2 separate regions of the Macaca mulatta genome follow, and region 1 is linked to region 2. Evidence: chromatin contacts called from public Hi-C data. All regions are on one chromosome and are shown on one strand. The core of a region is the stretch at or near the end of the contact, and the rest is flanking DNA. Distances in the headings are between cores, read along the strand shown.

Region 1 (5,413 bases), core at 527-3,026, 230 kb before region 2:
AAACCTGGCTGGGGGAAGTGTTGGGGGGTGCACGTACCCAGGCTCAGCTGAGGCGAGTTCGCCGCCCGGGCTGCAGCTGGTGCTGGCTGGCGCTTGCGCCGGCCATTGAGGAGCTTCTGGGCGACCTTGCGCTGGTACCCACCAGGCGCCAGCCGGTAGGTGCACAGCGCCTGCTCCAGTAGCGTCAGGTCTTTGCTGCGCGGACCCCGCAGGCCGGGAAGTCAGGCAGGTATAGTAGTCCAGGTGGTGGTAAAGCTCCTCCTGGTAGCTTATGGGTGGCGGCCGCTGGGTTGAAGCCTGCGGACATGACATACCAGCCGGCCGCCGGTAGTCACCCTCGCGCGCAAGCGCGCTCCTGGAAGACCCAGCACTCCCACCTCGAGTTCCGATTGGCTCCGCGTGAGGGGCGGGCCTTTGCGCCTTCTTGGTGGGGGGGGGGGGGGTGCCTTCGGTGACGTCACAGGGGCGGGTCTTCTGCCACGTCACGGGCAGTGCCTGGAGCTGGGCAGTCTTCTCAGAGTGGAGCCTGGTAACGGCGACCTCTCGGCCAGTTCTTGTGTGTTGCGGGCTGGAAAGGGGTAGCTGATAAACTCCCACCCAGCGCAGTATTTATGTCGGTCAAAAATAGAAAAGAATGTCCGGGCGCGGCCGGGGTGGGAGGATCCCTTCAGGCCAAGAGCAGCCTAGCAATATGGCGCAACCCCATCTCTGTAGTCCAACCTCAGCCTCCCAGCTACTTGAACACCAAGGTTCAAGGCTCCAGTGAGCTATGATCCCACCACAGAACTCCTGCCTGCGAGAATGAGGTAAACCCTGTATTTAAAAAAAAAAGAAAAACTATCCAAGTGTACAACCGGGAGGGACTGCTTAAAGAAAACATGAGGCTGCCTGGGCCCTGTTATTCCAGCACTTTGGGAGGCCAAGGCAGGAGAATAGCTTGGGCTTAGAAGTTCAAGACGGGCCTGGGCAGCATGACACAACCCCATCTCTACAAAAGATACAAAAATTAGCCGGACGCCGTGCTCACCTGGCCTAATTTTTGTGTGTTTTGTAGAGATGGGGGTCTTGCTATGTTGCCCAGGCCGGTCTCTAACTCCTGGGTTCAAGCATGTTTTCACCTTGGCCTTTAAAGTTGTTGGGATTACAGGCCTGAGCCACCGCACCCTCCTGGGCTATTTAATAACATAAGAAAGTGCGGTGGCTCACGCCTGTAATCCCAACACTTTGGGAGGCTGAGGCGGGTGGATCACCTGAGGTCAGGAGTTCGAGACCATCCTTGCCAACTTGGTGAAACCCAGTCTCTACAAAAAATACAAAAATTAGGCCTGGTGTGGTGGCTCACACTTGTAATCAAAGCATTTTGGGGAGCTGAGGTGGGCGGATCACCTGAGGTTAGTTCAAGACCAGCCTGACCAACATGGAGAAACCCTATCTCTACTAAAAATACAAAATTAGCCAGGCATGATGGCGCATGCCTGTAGTCCCAGCTACTCGGGAGGCTAAGACAGGAGAATCTCTTGAACCCAGGAGGCGGAGGTTGCAGTGAGCCGAGATCGCACCACTGCACCCCAGTCTGGGCGACAGAGCGAGACTCCAGAGCTTGAGACCAGCCTGGGCAATGTAGTGAAACCCTGCTTCTACAAAACAAGCAAAAAAGAGTCAGGTGCACCTGTGTCCACCTGTGGCCCAAACTACTTAAGAGGCTGAGGCAGGAGGATCACTTGAGGCCAGGAGCTGAAGGCTACAGTGAGCTTTGATCATCCCACTGCTCTCCATCCTGAGCAATAGAATGAGATTATGTCTCTAGATAGTTAATTTTACAGTGTTATTAGTTGTTAATGTGATTATGTTTTTCTAAAATACAGTATTCTTTACAAAAGCAGTTTTGTCTTTCAAAGCACATACATAGGTCCTCCAGCGAATTTGTCTAATGTTGGCGACCTTGGCTTTCTGGTGACTGAGTCAACAGTATCTGTTTCATAAATAATATAGCCCTATTTTTTTTGAGACAGGGTCTCGTTCTGTTACCCGGGCTGGAGTAAAGTGGCACGATCTCAGCTTACCATAACTACCATCTCCTGGGTTCAAGCGATTCTCCTGCCTCAGCTGCCCAGATAGCTGGGATTACAGGCGCCACCACATCTGGCTAATATTTTTTTGTTTTTGTTTTTGTTTTTGTTTTTGAGACAGAGTTTGCTCTTGTTGCCCAGGCTAGAGTACAATGTCATCATCTCGGCTTACTGCAACCTCCGTCTCCTGGGTTCAAGTGATTCTCCTGCCTCAGTCTCCTGAGTAGCTGGGATTACATGCATGTGCCACCATACCTGGCTAATTTTGTATTTTTAATAGAGAGAGGGTTTCTCCATGTTAGTCAGGCTGATCTTGAACTCCCGACCTCAGGTGATCCGCCCACCTCAGCTTCCCAAAGTGCTGGAATTACAGGTGTGAGCCACCACGCCCAGCCTAATTTTTGTATTTTTAGTAGAGATGGGGTTTCATTCACCATGTTGGCCAGGATGGTCTTGAATTCCTGACCTCAAGTGATCTGCCTGCCTTGGCCTCCCAAAGTGTTGGAATTACAGGCATGAGCCAACACGCCCGGCCAGCCCTATTTCTTTAAGCATATACGTTTTGCACTTATTAAAAGTATTTGAACATACAATTATCCAGCTTCCCTTGTTTATGTATGCTTGAATTTTGTATAAGCTTAAATATTTTTTCCAGTCTAAGCTTTATTATATCCCCTTTCTTCTGTATTTGTATAACTTTAGGTGGCTGTCTTTGTTGAAAGTTTTTTCTGAAAAGCCTTAAAATAGAATATAGTTCTTGGCAGCAATTTCAGAGTTATTTGAGGGCAAGGGGAGATTTGTAATGATGATTCAAATGAAGCAAACTAAAAAATAATGAAGCAAGACAGAGGATAAAACAGTATTCACTCGAGCACATCCCAAAAAAATAAAATTTCAGATGCAACTAGAAAAAGGTATGCTAATGATCATAATACAGGAATAATTATTAATACTCAAAATAGTTTTAAAGCCACTTACCTTTTGAATGTTGGGAATTGACTAGGAGGTGGCTGTAACCTAAGATGATTCCTTCAGTAATGACCATTTTCTTTTTCAAGATGATGATGATTCTCCATCTTCTAAGAGACCAAAGACCAACGAGCCACCACAGCCACCAGTTCCAGAACCTGCCAATGTTGGGCAACAGAAAGTGAGGGAGTTCAACTCTGGTAAGTTCTCAGTGAAATCCACGACCTTTTCCTTCATCTTCTGGACTCTCAGTGTGACTGATGAAAGTTACAACATGCTCATCTGCAGGGGGACATGCTTTAGCATTATTACTACATTATAATCTCACCTTTGTAAAGCCAGGAGCTTTTTGAAAGTCACATTATAGACATTGTTTAAACATCGTTCGAATTTACCAAAGCATAGGACATTGTTTCATCTCACATTAATTAGTTAGTTGACTCAAAATTAGTGCTAATGACTTAATAATTCAATGGTTTCTCTTAGCTTTAAAACCTTCTTTATTTCAAAGCTATTTCATCTCTTCATTTTCGTTTTTGCTGTGTGTCACTGCCTGTCAGCTGCTAATCTGTTAACTCCTAGTGGATCATGTGTCCTGTGAAGGGACTGAATATTAGTGGCAAATTATGTTGATGATTCATATTTTGGATATAAATAGATCATTAAGCTTGTATACATGTTGAAAATAGTATTTTAATATTCTATTATGTCATAGTTACAATGATTGGCTATATATTGAATTTATATGTTCATTAAGTTGTTGTATGTTTATGTTCTTTAGTATTCTAACTTGCAACTGTGTATCTGTTAAGTCTTTTTTTTTTTTTTTCAAGAAGATCAGACTCTGATTTATTGAGGCATCTGTTTGATGCCAAGTTAAGTGGCCCAGGCTCTGTGTAGGGGGTAAGGTTAACGCAGGAAGAAGGATGGTGAGGGGCAGTGGTGCCAGGATTAGGTTGGAATACCTAGGGGTCCTCTGAGGTTCCCCAAGTTTCCCTTGCCCTGGCCAGCTGTGCTGCTGGCCTGAGCATCTGATGAGCTTGCAAGGGTGACTCTGAGAGGTGGGTGGTCCAGGGGCTAGGGCAGGGACTTTGGAGTCATGCTGTTGGCTTTGAATCCAGACTCCTACACTTGGTAGCTGTGACCTTTCCATGCCTGAAGTGACCTGCAGAACTGAGCTCTGTCTGAGACAGATCCCATCCAGGCACTGCAGATCCATCTAGAGTTAAACCACCCCCAGTTGCTCACTGTCCGCTGCCTTCATAAGCAGATCTTTGTCTCCTTGGAGGCCGTCACAATCCAGTGGAGAAAGCGAAACTCATCTGCCTCTGTCTCTCTGGGTACGCCTCATGCCAGGTGCATCTGTGGACACAGGCCATGCTCCTGGGCTTCCAAAGTTGGAGAAAGTTGCCAGGCTTAGGTGGGTACATCAGAGTAGCTGCTGCCCTCTGGACACAGTGACAAAAGAACACTCTGGGCTAGAGCCCTGGTCTGGGGCATTGGGCAAGGCTCTTCCACTTCTCTGAGGTCATTTTCCCATCTGGAAAGTGTGCTGATTGAATCTCCCTTTGGGCACTGAGGGCTCAGTGTTAGTTTGAGAGCCAGCATGTGGGGTTTGGGCTGTAATCCCCCTTTAGCCCCATAGCTTGGGGGTAGCAGGGACTTTGTTGGGATACCCCAGGCATCAGTCCAGCTTCCTGCCCCTGCTTGGGCTTAGCATCTGAAGTACTCTGGGGGGCAGGTGGTCCTGGTGGGGGTTGGGGCTTTTCCCCAGACTGAAGTCACACCCAGAGCCAGAAATCTTGGCGCCTGCTCTGGGCTAAGGATGCATCTGGCCCCCCAGGATGCAGGTAACTGCCCATCTTACCTGGTTTCTGCCTGCCAGGGCCAATCTTCAGACCTCGGGACTTTCCAGCCTATCCTGCCTCCCTCTCTGGCCAGCCTTAAAGCCTCGTGGGTCCAGCACTTTTTCCAGGCCGTCTCCTGGTTGTCCTGCCCTGAGGCCTGGCTCATACTCCTCCCCATCCTGCTCACCAAGACCCATAAGGACCACTCCACACCCAGCTCAGCCCCATCCCCTTGGATAGTCCTTTCTCTTTCCTCAGGTGACCAGGTGCATATGTTGGTGTCAGGACCTTCCCTGCACCTGGGAATGCCTACTGGGCACCTCGGTCACAGAGACCAAGGCATTTACTTGATATGAGTGCCTTTGGTTCACTGTCTACATGGCCAGGGAGGGAGTCAATAATAGGCTTTTCACTTGCTGCAAGGGCCAGTTCTCCTGGCCCCATGGCCCTAGGGATGGAGGATGCCGCAGGATACACACCCCTCACTTCCCAGCTGAGGACTGTGGGTCATCTCAGGGCGATTTCACA
Region 2 (5,175 bases), core at 1,849-4,348:
CTGTAGCAAGGGGAGCTGGAGTGAGAGCAGCACAGTGGCGAAGGGACACGACTGCCACCCTGAGCTGTGTGACGTTAGGCCAGACCCCTCTTCTCCAAGGGAGGTCAACCACACGGGTGATTTCGGGAGCCCGTGCCCACTCAGACAGCCTGGAATTTAGCTTTGTAGGTGGATGGGAACCTGTGAGGGTTTAGAGATGCTGGGAGCACCTTTTTCCTGGGAGAGCTTTCCAAACAGGGAACAAACAGAGCCACCCTGGGCCCCGCTGAGGGAGGATCCTACCAGAAGCCCTCACCACTGTCGTGCTCCACGCTGGTGGTGACGGTGATGTCATCGATGTAGGCGGTGGGTGTCGTGTACAGAAGCACAGACCGCTGCAGTCCCGCGTAGTTGAAGAAGTCAAAGTATGTATTCTGGACAAAGTAACCCTTGGGATACCTAGGGTGGGAGGACTGTGGTTCGCTGGGCCCTTGCCCTGGGTCCCTTGACCTCAGCTCACATGCCTTCCCAGCCTCCCCAGATCCAGGGCCTCCACTCTGCAAAGGCCACCCTGTCTCTAGCAGGAAGACCACGGGGTGGGGCGGGAAGGTGGGTGCGTGCAATGGAAGCAGGATGGTACCCACTTGGAGGTGTCGGTCAGGTATTGGATGGTCCCTGGTGGCAGGGTGGTGGGGGTGAGTGTGTTGTTGATGGCGATAGTGATGCGGAGCTGGGAGGACAGGGGCCCCACCTGGACCAGGTTGCTGATGTCGGCTTCAAAGGGCAGGTAGCCCCCCTTATGCTCTAGCGTGTCGACCCCATTCACCCACTGCAGACACAGGAGACATGGGCAGGGTGTGGCAGGTCAGGGCATGAGGAGGTGCCCAGCTGTCGGGCACTCCCTCACATATCCAACAGTATGGGGCTCTGGGGCCTGCCCGCTAGACGGGAAGAATGGCATCCCAATGGGGTAGATCAGGCTACCTATTCCCCTACACAGGGCACAGCACCCAAGGCAGGGCAGGGCCCCCCACCATCCCACCCCGGCAGACAGGCTGTGGGTGGCAGCTGGGGGTCCCATGCTGGTCAGCAGCCGTGCCCACCCACCCGCCCTGCCTGCTCCTGGCCGCACTGACCACGATGGCATAGGCGTGGGCACTGCCAATCCTCAGCACCACTCTTGTGCTCAGGTCCTGGGTCCATCGCTCCGGCAGGATCACCTCCCGTTCATACCACACCCAGCCAACAAAATGCCGCAGACGCCAGTCCTGGGTGATGTCGTTGAAGCTGGAGGGAACCGGCATGTCCAGGGTGGGGCCTGACTGTGGAGAGAAAGGCCGGGCTCAGCTCCTAGGCCCCCAAAGGGATCCGGGACCAGTGTGCTGCACAGCTGTGTCCCAGGCTTAGTGCAAAAGCCCTGACACATTGTGAGGACTCTTGGCGGAACAGACAGATAACTTGCTGATAACAGGTCAATTGCCAGGGCGGTTAGTGCACCTGGGCCAGGGGAGCCAGGAGTTCCTCCTTGGAATGGGTGGGGCCCAATATCTCCTGAGACAGGAGCGAGCCCAGGGCCACATCCCAGCCAGAGGCAAGAAGGTTCAGACCCATGACTAAGGCAGATGGCCCATTGCATGTCACAGGGAGGAAGGCTGGTTGGGGGGATAGGGGGAGCTTTGCTTAGGACACTGTGAGTGGGGCCCACACTGGCACCCAGCCCCCTCCTCTCTCCCTCCTGTACCGAATGATGCAAAGTCAGAAAAAGAGGATGTAGACCAGGCAAAAGCGGCCCAGACCTCACCCGGTTCCACTTCTCTGCTGACCACATCCGAGTCAGGAGGGGAACACGGGTGGCGTCCTTGGCCTGATGTCACGTCCTGTCCTCTATCTGAACCTTAAAAACCAGAAAGCTGACCTCAGGACGTCTAAACTGTCCCCTCCTCCCAATCCCCGGGCCCAGCTCTGTGCAGTGCATGCTGCTGTGCCAGGGGAGTGTGTGGGTGGTTCATGCCTGTAATCAGCACTTTGGGAGGTCAACGTGGGAAGATGGCTTCAGGCCAGGAGTTCGAGACCATCCTGGGTAACTAGTGAGACCCTTTATCTTTAAAAAAAAAAAAAAAAATGTCTCATTGTGTTGCCCAGGTTGGAGTGCAGTGGCATGATCTCAGCTCACTGCAACCTCTACCTCTTGGGTTCAAGCAATTCTCCTGACTCAGCCTCCCAAGTACCAGGGATTACAGGCGTGAACCACCACACTTGGTTAATTTTTATATTTTTAGTAGAGACGAAGTTTCACCATGTTATGTTGGCCAGCCTGGTCTCAAACTCCTGGCCTCAGGTGATTCGCCCGCCTCCGCCTCCCAAAGTGCTGGGATTACAGGTGTGAGCCACTGAGCCCGGGTAAGATTTTTTGTTTTGTTTTGCTTTTTAGCCAGGCGTGGTGGCCCCAGCTAAACTGCGGGACGGGAGAATCGAGTGAGCTCAGAAGTTAGGATGGCGCCACTCTCCTCCAGCCTGGGAGACAGGTGCAAACCCAGTCTCAAAAAATTTTTTTTTAAAATAAAAAATAAATATTAAAAGGAAGGATACTGCACAGGCTCAGCCTTCGCCTCAGGAAGGGGTTCGGCAGGAGTCTTTTCTCCTCCTCCTGCCTCCTCCACCCCGGCCCTCCAGAGTGCCCCAGTTCCCCCGTCCCCCAACCCCGCGCCCCCTAAGCCCGTTGACCTTTAACCTCCTGCGGGCTCCCAGCTCCGGGAAGCCCAGGGGAAGGAGCCTGCGGGGACCCGGGATCCCCCACTCCCACCGCCGGGCTTCCAGACGCCTCCCGGCCCTGCCCCGAGATCGCACCTCCCGCAGAGGCCGCCGGTACCACTGCTCCTCAAAGCCCCGGCGTCGGTTGTCGGAGAAGTCGGCGCGGAAGCTCCAAAGGCCGTCCAGCTCCTTGCGCTCCCGCGACGGGCTCTCCCGGGGGTACAGCATCCCGCCCTGCAGCGCCAGCGCGCAGCCCCACAACAGCGGCCCAAGCACCGCCCAGGCCACCGCCAAGCCCCGGGCCATGCTTTCCGCTCGCCTACTCCCCCGCTCCCCTCTCCGTCACTGTCTGCTGGGCTAAGAAAAGCGCGGGAGGTGCCCGTAGGGCGGCTCGCGTGACGCGCCGGTGGCGTGACGCGCCTGAAGCCGTCCGCGCCATCTTGGTTCAGGACGAGTGCCAGGCCTGGAGGGGCGGGGCGGGGCCGGGAGCTGCCCAGTGGGGCCTGTGGCTGGAACCCCAGGCTAGGCCTTTGGGGAAACGGGACCCTCACCCTCAGCCCCAGCCAAGAAGGGCGAGGTCTGCTCCCCACCCCGGCCCAGGCTGGACGATCCAGGGTCGCAGGCCAGAACAGAACCCCTGAGATCGGTGGGATCCCCCTGTTTCGTCAAGGAGCACCTCCACTTGCTTTCCCCAGCAGGAATTTGAGCTGGCCCCATGGGAGCTTCTTCCATGCCTGTGTGATGCAGCCTCTTGCAGGGATGCCCGTCCTTGGGATGCGGCCATAGCCTTGACCCTGGGATTCTGGAGCCCTGACCTTAACCCAGGGGCCAAGAGCTCCCTCTTGGTGTTGCAGGCACATAAAGATGCAGGGAGAGAGGCCAGGTGCAGTAATCCCTGCACTTTGGGAACCCGAGGTGGGGGGCGGGGGGGGGGGGGGCGGATCACTTGGGGCCAGGAGTTCGAGACCAGCCTGGCCAACAGACAGTGAAACCCCGTCCCTATTTTGTAAAAATTGAAAAAAAAAAAAAATTAGCGGGGCGTGATGACGCGCACCTGTAATCCCAGCTACTCGGAAAATCGAGGTAGGAGAATCGCTTGAACCCGGGAAGCAAAGGCTGCAGTGAGCCAAGATCACACCACTGCACTCCAGCCTGGGCAACGGAGCAAGACTCTGTCTCCAAAAAAAAAAAAAAAAAAAAAAAAAAAAAAAAAAAATTGCAGGGAAAGGGTGCCCTGCGGGACCCCACTTTACTCCAGTAGGGAAGGCACCGTGTGGGAGAGGTAGAGGAGGAGATCTGGAGACAGCAAAGGAGACATAGGTTTATGAAGGGTACTTTCATATAGGGACGGTTCAGTGGTCATTGCTGGACATGAGAACCACTACGATTTGTAAAAAGCATGCAGCTTACATAACATTTTCAACTAGCATCCTGTTACTGGTGGAGTTCCGGGTGGTGAGTCCCTACACATCAGCAGCAACCTCAATTCTCGCCTCCTCAGAAGAAAGAATTGCACTGAAGGGTATAAGGCAGAAAGCCAGAGGAAGGCCAGTTGCAGAGCAGTAGTAAAAGTTTATTAAAAAGCAGGCCAGCGCTGGGCGCTGTGGCTCAAGCCTGTAATCCCAGCACTTTGGGAGGCAGAGGTGGGAGAATCACGAGGTCAGGGGTTTGAGACCAGCCTGGCCAATATGGTGAAACCCTGTCTCTACTGAAAATTAGCTGGGCATGGTGGCATGCGCCTGTAGTCCCAGCTACTCAGGAGGCTGAGGCAGGAGAATCTACTGAACCCAGGAGGCAGAGGTTGCAGTCAGCCGAGATCACACCACTGCACTCCAGCCTGGCGACAGAGCAACACTCAGTCTAAAAAAAAAAAAAAAGCAGGCCAGGTGCAGTGGCTCAAACCTGTAACCCCAGCACTTTGGGAGGTCAAGGCGGGAGGATTACTTGAGGTCAGGAGTTTGAGACCAACCTGGCCAACATGGAGAAACCCCATCTCTACTAAAAATACAAAAATTAGCCGGGTGGCGGGCACCTGTAGTCCAAACTATTCGGGAGACTGAGGCAGGAGAAATGCTTGAACCTGGGAGGCAGAGGTTGCAGTGAGCTGAGATCATGCCACTGCTCTGCAGCCTGGGCTACAGAGTGAGATGCCATCTCAGAAAAAAAAAATTATTAAAAAACTTTAGAACAGGAAGGAAAGAAAGAAAGTATAACTTGGAAGAGGGCCAAGTGAGTGACCTAAGAAATCAAGTGCCTTGGCCGGACACGGTGGCTCACGCCTGTACTCCCAACACTTTGGGAGGCCGAAGCGGGCAGATCACCTGAGGTTGGGAGTTCGAGACCAGCCTGACCAACATGGAGAAACCCCATCTCTACTAAAAATACCAAATTAGCCAGGTGTGGTGGCGGGCATCTGTAATCCCAACTATTTGGAAAGGCTGAGGC

Evidence for each region. A called contact is a pair of places that touch in the nucleus more often than the background predicts.
Region 1: a contact with region 2 is called in a Hi-C map of fetal cortical plate, with 2.6 times the contacts expected there. The contact joins the promoter of LOC114676889 here to the promoter of GUSBA in region 2. A contact is called at or near these places in 2 of 14 Hi-C or Micro-C datasets (cortical neurons and fetal cortical plate).

The regions. Positions count from the first base shown.
Region 1 is chr3:59,319,058-59,324,470 of T2T-MMU8v2.0, reverse strand. LOC114676889 reads right to left here and starts at 1,776. Exons shown (of 3, transcript XM_077998165.1): 1 at 1,746-1,776; 2 at 38-590. The coding sequence starts at 1,776.
Region 2 is chr3:59,092,937-59,098,111 of T2T-MMU8v2.0, reverse strand. It overlaps GUSBA (glucuronidase, beta, a), which reads right to left and starts at 3,098. Exons shown (of 11, transcript XR_003728022.2): 1 at 2,827-3,098; 2 at 1,116-1,301; 3 at 624-808; 4 at 296-438.